2 separate regions of the Ovis aries genome follow, and region 2 is linked to region 1. Evidence: chromatin contacts called from public Hi-C data. All regions are on one chromosome and are shown on one strand. Each heading gives the region's core, a stretch centred on a gene start, on an enhancer-like site or on the middle of the called end of the contact. The rest is flanking DNA. Distances are from core to core; before and after follow the strand shown.

Region 1 (5,396 bases), core at 1,459-3,958:
GGGGATGCTAATAATTTTTTGAGTTAAAGCTAATGGAAGTAGATTAAACTGAACAGCAAATTACATAGCACCAAACTTGAAGGTAGAGTTTGTAAACAATGACAGCCTGATAGACATTTGGGCATTTCGAACTTCGTTAAAAGAGGGAGGTTATTACTCCTTCTGTTAGGGGAAGCACACTGATTGAAACCGCCCACCCTGGCCAGGCACCATAGTAACTATTTGCATGAGTTGTTTTACGACATAAGGAACACGGAACTAATAAGCCACTACCAACTGGAAGAGTTCAGGAAAGGTCAAAAGGAGACACCACATGTCCGACCGCCTCCCTGAATCCTTCTCTCTGGCATCCATCTTGGCTGAATAAGGCGTGCACCACCAGGAAGGACTCGGAGTCAGAATGATTGGCTAAAGACAACCTAGAAACTAATCCTATCACCATAAAACCCGAGACTGTGAGCCACGTGGCAGAGCTGTTCTCCTGGGTTCCCTTACCCTACTGCTCTCCACCCTGGTGCCCTTTCCCAATAAAAGCTCTTGCTTTGTCAGCACATGTGTCTCCTCAGACAATTCATTTCTGAGTGTTAGACAAGAGCCCAGTTTCAGGCCCTGGAAGGGGTTCCCCCTTCCTACAGCACTTCCAAGTACCTCAGAGTCCAAGAATGTCCTGTCCCCACCACGGCAGGTTATTGTAAACAGAGAGAAGAATTTTAAATAAGAAAAGGTAAATTACCTCTCAAAAATCAACTTAAGCCAATGTGACTTTTTTGACTTTATCTTCACTTCTATTGGCTGAATTTTTGTCCTTTCAATAAAAGCATGTTTATTTTTCTTGTATCCTTTTGTATTAGTCAATCCTCTTCTGTAATTGTCATCTTTTGCTATCACATTCTACGGCTACTTCATTTAATCTTGGTTGTTATTCTTATTTTTCTTTTTACACTTTACCTTTTCCATTTTTTGTTTTTGTTTTCCTTACCATAGCAAGTCCCTTCTCTTCATTTTCCCCAGTGTTTGATTTATGTTTGGTTGCCAGCACCTTTTCTGATTCTTTCATTTTTACTAACTGCCCTTCCTTAACCTTCTGTTGATGTTATATTCCTATCACTTGCTGTCAATGCCCACACAAGCCCATTTCTTTCCATTCCATCTATCTCAGAATCTCCATATACATTTTTATGACCCTACTACTAAAAGTTTAAAGCTGCATGTGAGGAAAAGAAAGGTACCTTTCTCTATTTGAATGTTATTTCCTCTCCCCTCCCATAGCTGTTCCGGGTCTTTTTATCCTTCCTTGATGTTTTCCCCTATCTGACCCCCAGCTGCACCCCACTCCCCCTGTCACTCCCTATTTGATGCCCATCTCTTCTTTTTAAACGTGTTTGCACTCTGTCTCATTTTACATCCAAGGATCTCCACAAGATAAAGGATGGAGTTCAGTTGGGAGCCAGGTTGTGTGTGTTTTCAGAAACTTTTTTGCCTTTACTGAAATGGGATTGGGGCCTGGGATCCATGAATATTCTTGGGCAGCGTTTCAGCTCTGGCAAAAGCTTTGTACACCTTGGAGCACGGCTGGGGCCTATTCTGACGGACAAAGACAGGGATGTTTTTAAAAGCCTTCTACGGTCCTTTCCACTCCAAAGGTCAGGATGAGTTGGCATCAACGCCCCAGGCTAGAGAGGCAGGCCAGGTGGGGATACCCGGGACCCTTTTCTGCAGTACGTCTGGCATGTCGCGGGGCTCTGATCTTAGGAGAACAAGGTGGGGGCCACTGAGGCCCCAGGAGTCACTGGGCCACCTTTTGGAGGCAGGCTCACCTCTAAAGAGAGGAGCCAGGCCCGAGGCCGAGTGCTCCCCCGCGCTGCAGGGCGCGGCCCCAGGAGCCAGGCGACGCCACCCCAGCGGCGCCAAGGGCCGCAGGCACAGTCCCTCCAAGGAGGGAAGGCGAGTCGCTCCCAGTCGCTCAGCCAGAAGGTCGAGGGAACAGTGCGCGTGTCCCCCGCCAGCCGGCCCTCTGGGAGCTGGGCGGGGGCGACACCGCAGGGAGTAGGGCCGAGGACCGCAGAGATCAATCCTGGGTACCGGCGCGGGGTCACAGACAGGAGAGGAGCGGGAGAAAGGGGCTGGTGGGGGAGGCTCCCCAGGGCGGCTGGGGCCGTAGATCTGCCTGTGTACTCGGCGGGCGCCCTGAAGTCTGGGGCCGCGGCCGCTCCGGCTCCGCCAGCTCCTGCCAGAGACTCCAGGCCGCACTTTCCCCTCCTCCCGGCGCCTTCTCTCCAGTGAGGAGCCGAGCGCGGGCGGTGCGGGGGGAGGGGCGGCGTTGGAGGGAACAGCCAGTTGTTTAAAATCCTTCTAGAGCAGTTTCTAATTCCCCCCTTGCGCCGGGGTTCGGAGGGGGGAGGCAGGGAGAGGAGCGGGAGGAGGGAGGAGAGCGGAGAGGGAAGGAGGGAGGGAACCCGGGAGGGAGGGAAGGAGGGAGGAGACTGCCGCTTAGGCTGTAGCCGCCGCCGCGCGCTTCGGCAGGCCGGAGGGAGTCGAGGGGGGGAAGGCCTGTCAGTCTCGTGCGTTGCCTGGGCGAAGGGGGCGGAGCTTTGGCGTGGGGCGGCCAATAGTGGGGGTGGCTGCGTGGGTCGCCATGGGGACGGGGCTGTTCCCGGGGAGGCTGTGATGGGTTGACAGGTGCGTGACAGTGGGAGCTGCTCTCGGCACAAGCATGTACGGCAAAGGCAAGAGTAACAGCAGCGCCGTCCCGTCCGACAGCCAGGCCCGGGAGAAGTAAGTGTCTCCGCTTCTCACCCACCTCCGCCTTCTCACGCGCGCACACACACACACACGCACGCACTCGCACACTCTCTCGGAGACACCCAGACACACAGACACTCTCTGCCGGGGGAGAGCCGGGGGGTGGGCTGGCAGGGGGAGGGGTGCGCGAGGTGGGGGGCGTGCGGTGCTGGGAGCGGCTGTTTCCCAGGAGGGGCTCGCGCGGGGCTGGCGGCCGTGGGGTCTGGCGGGAGGGAGGGAGCGAGTGTGTCGGGGGGCGGCGGCGGTGCCGGTGGCGGGGATGGAAACTTGTTTGGGTGATTGAGGGAAATAACCCGCGGGTTCACCTTCTCGCAAAGTAACTTTGGAGCTGGGGTCCGGGGCTGCGGGGAGCGGAGAGCCTCCGGGGGTAGAGGTTGGGCGAGAGGGGGCAGCTGCGTGGAGGAGGCCACGCGGAGGGAATGTGGGTGTTCGGTGGGGGCGGGCCGGGGTCGGGGCGGGCTGCTCGAGGGGCGCCGCGGCGGGGGGCTCGGGCGCCGGGGCCGGTTGCGCCTGGCAAGGCGAAGGCAGCGGGGCCGGGCGCGCGGCGGGCGGAAGCCGGGCGTGGAGCGGTCGAGCGGGGCCCCGCTGGGCGCGGAGACGCGCGCGGGGCGCGGAGGGCGTGTGCGGGGCGTGGGCTGGGTGGGCGTCGGGGCTTTCCTGGTCCGGAGGAGGGACGCCGCGTTCGCAGCCCTGTGTGCCTCGCAAGCCTGGGGCAGGGGGCGTCAGGGGCGCCGCTGAAGTTTGGGAGTCAAAGGACCGAGTTCCTGGGGAGGAAAAGTGTGCTGGCGAGAAGCGGGAGCTGCTGGGGTAGGCTGGCGTTTCTGCCGCTCGCAGTCGACCCAACTCGGCGGCGGCGGCGGCGGCGGCTGGAGAACTTTTTTTTTTTTTTGGAGACTTGCAGCCTCCCAAACGTAGAGGGCCGTGGCGGTCCGGGCGGCGAGCGGGGGTCGCGGGGAGGACTAGCGGTGGGGGCCGCGGCCGCTGGCGCGAGGAGGGCTGTCTGCGGTGGGGAGGGGGCAGTGGTCCGAACCCGGACTTGCAGGAAGGGTCGAAGCGTGGAGACGGGGAGGAGTTAGTTGTTTGGTCGGTGTGGCGAGGAGATACAGGTGTTAACTCCGGTGGGAGCCCAGGGGAGGCTGGCGAGAAAAGAGCCCCTCCCGGCCTGGGATGCCACCGTCACGGCACGCTGCGAAGCAGGGTTGTTTGCTTCTATTCTTACGTGCTTGTAACGGTGATTTGGTTGTTACTAAAAATGAGAGCGCATAGTGACTGTGACCACTGAGGAAGAACCCCTCTTTTCTGTGCAGCAGTTCTTATGGTGATTCCCACTAACCACCTCCATTCTGAGGATGAGGCGTATCCCTGTCATTGGACGCGCTCTGCCCTTCCGAGGACTTCAGACTGGAGAAAAGTCTGAGAGCATCTCAAAAGCTACTTTAGTCACCTTGCACAAGGAAATAGCTGAGTAAATAAAAACCCAATGTGCAGAAACTGCCGGGTTTGCCTCCTAGTTTTAGGCAGTTAGTAGTCTTCTGAAAGTTTCTTGTGCCCTATGGTTGGGAACATTTCCTAATCTTTGTGTTGGCAGCAATAAACGCAATTCCTATAGGATTTAGGGGCGGCCTTGGCGTATCAAAACAAACCAAAAAAAGATACTCCCCCCTACACCTCCAAGGTATTTTCTGAGCTGAATTCAGGATCTTGTTGCTGTGACAAGGAGTATGTAAAAGATTTAGCATTATAGGTTGGTTAAGAGATAGCAAGTTACTGGAATTGAAGTTTTGAGATGGCGTAATTTGTGTGCGTTTATCATTTAGTGGCAATATATCTGAGAAAATAGAAACATTTAGGGAAGATGTTTTAATGATTACAGAGTATTTGGATTTCATATGTTTGGGAGTGAAGGAATTGAAATGTGTATTGAGGTATATCTTAAACGTATTTTCAGGGTGGTTGAATTTGAGAATCCAAATTTTGGGTTTTACTTGAACTTCCAGGAATGGCTGAATTTAATCTATATTATGATAACTTTGTAAAAGAAATTTTAAAAGCATCTAGCATAATAATGAGGAAGTTGAACCTGGTGTGTCTTAAGTCCTTTCTAGCTCTAATTGTGTGGTTATGTCATGAAAACAAATAATTGCCATTTTGCTGTCAAGTCTACCAAACTGAACACCAAGTAACATCTACACTTGTAAGCCAGGTGGTGAGAGTTCTGCTAGATGGTGCTATTTGATTTAAATAAATTTCTTCCATTCATTATAATTGGCAGCAGGAATCCTGGATTGCTTTGCCTTACGGACTAAATATAGGTAAAGAGGCCACTTTTGGAGAATTGACAATGACCATTCTGAGTTAACTGTTGTTGCATTAATTTCTAGGCGAATGTTGTTTGAATCTAAGACAAACATTGAGGTAGACTCTGTTTGATGCAGTAAGTTTCATTTTGCTAGAAGAGTTGATCTGATTACTCATTTTTTGCCCTTTCTGTGTACTTGGGACTTTAATGGCCCTGTTCCACAATAACCTACTGACTTCTGAAGATAGGTGTCTTGAAGTTGTCTTTAAAATGGTATCACCAGATTAAAAAAAAT
Region 2 (4,940 bases), core at 237-2,736, 97 kb before region 1:
ATCGTCTTGCTTCTTGTTATCAAACATAGGTGACTGTAGATATAATTTTTCTAAAAACGTGGTTAATAACAGTCTACCAGCAAGAGTAAATCGAGTACCTGCCTCCCTAAATGGATTAAATCAGCGTCTCTGCAATACCATACTGGATAATGGGTAATATTCTTTATAGAGGTATTTATCCACTCTGACTTATTATTGAAGAATACAGAAAAATTTTGCTGCATCCACAAGTGGACAGATTTCCAATTCAAGAGGGCAGGCTTTGGGCTGCCGCTTGCTTTAGGGATTTTGAACCCCCTCAGTTGCCCACACCTGACTTGACTTGACATACAGCAGCACCCTCCCTGGGATCTCCCCTGTCTTTATATCTAGTTGGGGAGGAGTGTGGCCTCCCCAAACTAGACATAAAGTTAATATCAGTGTCCGAGGTTCCAGCTCCTCCCCCAAAACCCATAGCCCTCAAGGGGTGCTAATTCATGAGTGCCAAAACTCGGCAAGTCAGGCCTTGTCCTCTCCAGTCTGAGTAGGATTGACTGTACCCGGATAAAAGCACGGGGCGGAAAGGGTTAATCACAATCCTCCTCTTCCTCCTCTCCCCCCTCCACCCGGCGACAGAGCCAGGAGTGTCTCAGCGGGAGAGCAACTGGAAACCACAAACACCCAAACCCAGGAGCAACTCAAACTAAACCTGGAGACCTGGCTTAGGGAAAGGAGTTAAGTTTAGACCAAACGGTTTTATCAAGGTAGCTGAAAAGGTGCTGCCCTCAGATCTCAAGGATTTCTTTGATGTTGCAGCTGAAGCCTCAAAAATACATTTATGACCCTAATGCCCTTTATTCCCAAAGACCCCAAGGGGTGTTTGTAGAAACGTCCTGCAGGCGTACAGAGTGCAGTGGGAGTGAAGAAAACCCCCGCGGTTATACACGCCTGGCCACCTGGTCCAGGTAACCTTTGCTGCGGGGTCGGGGCCGCCAAGCAACAACCTTCGCCCCATGACAGGGCATCCTCCAAACCCACCGCAGCCAAGACTTTGCAGGACCCATCCGCCTGCCCCGGCCCCGGCCCCCGCCTCCCAGCCCCAGTCTTCCCCACACCATCCCAATCCCTTCCCTACTCCTCACCCTGGGTCGGGGGGGTCCCTGATCGCCAGCCCCCCTAAAACCTACCGGCGCTCTGAGCGCCCACCAGCAAATTCCTACCAGCCCCAGCCTTCCAGGAAAGCAAAAGCCAAAAAAAAAAAAAAAAAGACCATGACATCACGGGCAGGTTTATTTGGGTTTGTTTGTTTGCTTGTTGGCTCGATTAAATACTCGTGGAAGGTGAACGTACCCCACACAGGAGAAGTTTGATGTTGACAAACTTCTGGTGGCAGCGAGACAGTGTCAGCACAACTTCCGGGATAATGAGAGCTGCTTTGCAGGGAGCGCGGCAGCTGCGGCGGGAGGCGGCCGCCGGACGGAACAGCAAATGCTATTCAGCCCGAGCAGTTTCAAGCCGCCCGAGCTGGGGAATTACTGTAGTCGAGCTACGGCTCTTACCACCGGCGCTGGATCTGGGCGCGCGTTAGGGGGGGAAGCTGCAGGCACAGGGCGCCGAGAGGGGAGCTTTCAAGTTACTTTGCTCCACCCCTACACCCGGCAGAGGCTGGCAGGCTGCATGGTAACTGCCAGCATCTTGGTCCCTGCTCCTTTAGGCGGCCGCCCTGGAATCAACCAACTTTTCTCTCCCCCAAAACTCCCTCTTTGTTTCAAATAGGACTCTCCAAAATTTATTCTTGGGAAGACTGACAGCCGGGGTCAAGAAACAGCTGTTGAAGTTAATGTTTCTTCCTCCCACTTCGTCTGATGGTTGTGCCCTGCCAAGACAAAGTGAGAGGCACTGCCTGGTGGCTTCTTTAAACAGACAAGCATTTAGCCAAAAAAAAAAAAAAAAAAAAGTGGGGGAGAGTGGGGGGGTGGATATTTTCCTGCTTAACATACAATCTGATCAGAAATGCAACAGCATGTGCTTTTCAACTTGTGCTGATTACTTGCTGAAAAGATGCTTCGGCTTTTAGTTTTGAACACTCTTAGCACTGGGGAGGGGGTGGGGTGGGCACAGGGATGGTGGGAGAGGTGGTGAGGACACTTTCCATGTTTTGGTAAAGGGGCAAAAATGTTACACCTTCCTCCTCTGACCCACCTCACCCTCTCTAAGAAAGATAGAATGGCCTGGGGGAGGGAGGAAAGAGTTACATTCCTTTGCAAGGTTTAATTCACATTTCAAATTTCATATCATGATGCAGAACAAGGACTGGCCTAGAGCTAGGCAAATTGTTTTTATTTGGAGACCTAGGCCAACCTGGACCTTGCTGCCAGCTCTTGGTAGTTCTTGGTGGCTTTCTCCAGATTAGGCCTGTCTCTTCTACAATTCCCCAACCCAGCTCCTTTGCCCAGAGGGCATGCTGTGGGACAAGCTATCTTGTTTTTTCCTGCTTTCTTCAGGGTGAAGGTTGATTTTAGCACAACCCTTCCTCTGCTCCCGGTGCAGTTTAGGGTGCCCTGGGGGTCTGCCTGAGTCTCCCTGTCCTGACTGAGCTCTCCAAAAGTGGTTGTTCTCTGTAGTGGGAGTGGGGAATTGGGAACTCGATTCCTTCCTCATCAGAGAACTTAACCAGTCTTTCAAGTGCCCCATTGCCCTTTGGGAACACTCTGCTCACTTGGTCTCTCTCAGACATGGTCATATGAAGACACAAAAGGCCTTCCTACTCCACCACCAGGTTAGCCTGTCACCGCATCGCAATGCAGTGCCATCACAAAGTGATATTGCATCAGACCCAAGGATATTTTAGGAAGCTCTCAAGCTGGGTCCAACCAGCCTCTGTGCAAGAATCAGGGCCACACTGCCAAAATGAGGGCTGTGGAGATGCTGGACAGGTGGCAATGATGCCCTCTCTATTCTCAGCTCCATTCCCCACTTGCTGTCCCATCCCTCCCCAACCTTACCCCGGAGACCTCACCCCAGCCAGTCTGATGCACTCAATGACTTCGCCACCTTTCCCTCTGCCTAGTTCCCAGAGGGCACCACTTTTTTCTCCCTCTTGTGTCTCTTTGCAGTGTGCCGGTCCACCTTCTGCTGTATTTCCTGTTTTTCTGCCTATTGTGGTCACTCACTGAGACCTTAAGTAGCATTTGTTCTTATTAACTGAATCATTTGAATTACTCTTGGAGTTGCTCTGGCTGCTGCAAGCAAAACCTCCAACTTGGGCATCTGCAGTCCTGCTCAACTCGTTTGACTTGGGTGAACCTTTCCCCTCCTCTCCAACTCTGGGTCCCCCAGTTGGGGTGACATGATGGCAGTGGCCAAGCATCAGGCGCCACCCTCAGCAAGTACCCGCTTCTCTGAGTCCTACTCATGCAATCCAGCAGTCAATTGACTTAAATTCCTTTCGCTTTAGTGTTCTTGTCCTTAGATCAGCGCTCAGCAGCTAGCAGGGCTATAGGCAGACCTCCACTAATCCTGAAGTTGTAATTCCCTACTGCTGGCTCCTGTAGTTTTATTATGGCCTCCTTTTTTTCTAAGATTGACAGACATAAACCTTCAGTGTGGAGGTCTGCACCGGCACCCTTAAAGGCTTCTTTGTGTGGAAATATAACCTCAGGGCAAAGTCGGCCCAGCTCCAGGAAAGGCACATTATCCTGCTACAGGGAATTACTGTGTTGGGGCAGACCTCAGGTTCCTCCTTCTGGCTGGCTACCTGGCATCCTCCCAGGGACAATGCTTTCTTCCTCTGCATGCGTGCTAAGTCGCTTCAGTCGTGTCCAACTCTTTGGCAACACTATAGACTGAGGCCCGCCAGGCTCCTCTGTCCATGAGATTCTCCAGGCAAGAATACTGGAGGGGGTTGCCTTGCCATGCTCTCTTCCAGGAATCTTCCTGACCCAGGGATCGAACATGCATCTCTTATGTCTCCTGCATTGGTGGGTGGGTTCTTTACCACTAGCACCACCTGGGAAGCCCTTTCTAAGTAGAGTTTTTTTGTGGGAGGACTTTGGAGGATTGGGACTACTGTAAGAGGAGACCTGTAGCAGCTGTCCAGCAACTCTACATGCAATCAGAGGAATCAGATGTCCTTCCTTCAGTGTGTGGGTCTCTAAATGCAACCACTCCTGAAGCTCTCAAGCACGCGTGGGGTCAGGGTGCCCCCTGGTAAGGTAGCTGTCTTGGAGCTAATGATACTTTTCCCGGTGCCTTCGTATCACCTAGAGGAGCTGATCTATTTATGCAGGTGTTGGGTTAGACAAATTACTCCAAAAAGCAAAGGTGAAGAGATACACAATCTTAATTTATCATGCAGGATTAAAGTCAGATTTAAATCAAGTAGAATTATTAAGGGATTTAGAGCTAGTGTCTCTTTCCAAAGGAAAAAAGGACCTAAAGAATACTCTTTGTTGAAGGGTATCGAGGTCAAGAATGTAGCTTCTTATATTTGAAGAGTTATTTTCTCTCTCCCTTTTAAATGTTCACATATATTTCAGTCAAATAGAACAGTAATAGGAAATTCAGATGTATATGATTAGGCCTTAACTGTTCCATGTGCCGTTGTTTTAGTTGCTTAAGTTGTTTCCGATTCGTGTGACCCCCATGGACTGTAGCCTGCCAGGCTCCTCTGTCTGTGGGATTTCCCAGGCAAGAATACTGGAGTGGGTTCTTGCTCCAGGAGATCTTACTGACCTAGGGATCGAACCCTGGTCTCCCAAACTGGCAGGCAGATTCTTTACTGCTGAGCCACCAGGGGAGTCTCACTGTTCCATATAGACAGATGCAAAAAAGAAGAGATGAAGACGTGCACTTATTTTGACAGAGGACTTCCTGTAGGAACAGGGGCTGTGCCTGGATTATGGATCAAATGAGTTATATTAAATAGTTGGTTAGAGAAGATGGGTTTCCCCAGTGGCTCA

What was found. Hi-C and Micro-C count contacts between places; a contact is called where the count stands out from the background.
Region 2: a Hi-C map of muscle shows a contact between it and region 1, with 5 times the contacts expected there. The contact joins the enhancer-like site here to the promoter of SSBP2 in region 1. A contact is called at or near these places in 8 of 16 Hi-C or Micro-C datasets (blood, hypothalamus, mesenteric adipose tissue and 4 more).

Annotation. Positions count from the first base shown.
Region 1 is chr5:79,276,799-79,282,194 of ARS-UI_Ramb_v3.0, reverse strand. SSBP2 (single stranded DNA binding protein 2) reads left to right here and starts at 2,708. Exons shown (of 16, transcript XM_042250727.2): 1 at 2,708-2,775. The coding sequence starts at 2,714.
Region 2 is chr5:79,372,942-79,377,881 of ARS-UI_Ramb_v3.0, reverse strand. All of the region lies in intron 1 of LOC132659902 (a long non-coding RNA gene), which reads right to left. Among named protein-coding and RNA genes, the nearest start is that of SSBP2, 96 kb to the right of the region's middle. Within about 2 kb of position 1,486, at least 52 of the 54 cell types and tissues checked have an H3K27ac peak or open chromatin away from gene starts, as enhancers often do. A contact at or near this core is called in hypothalamus, muscle and tail adipose tissue, where this site is marked.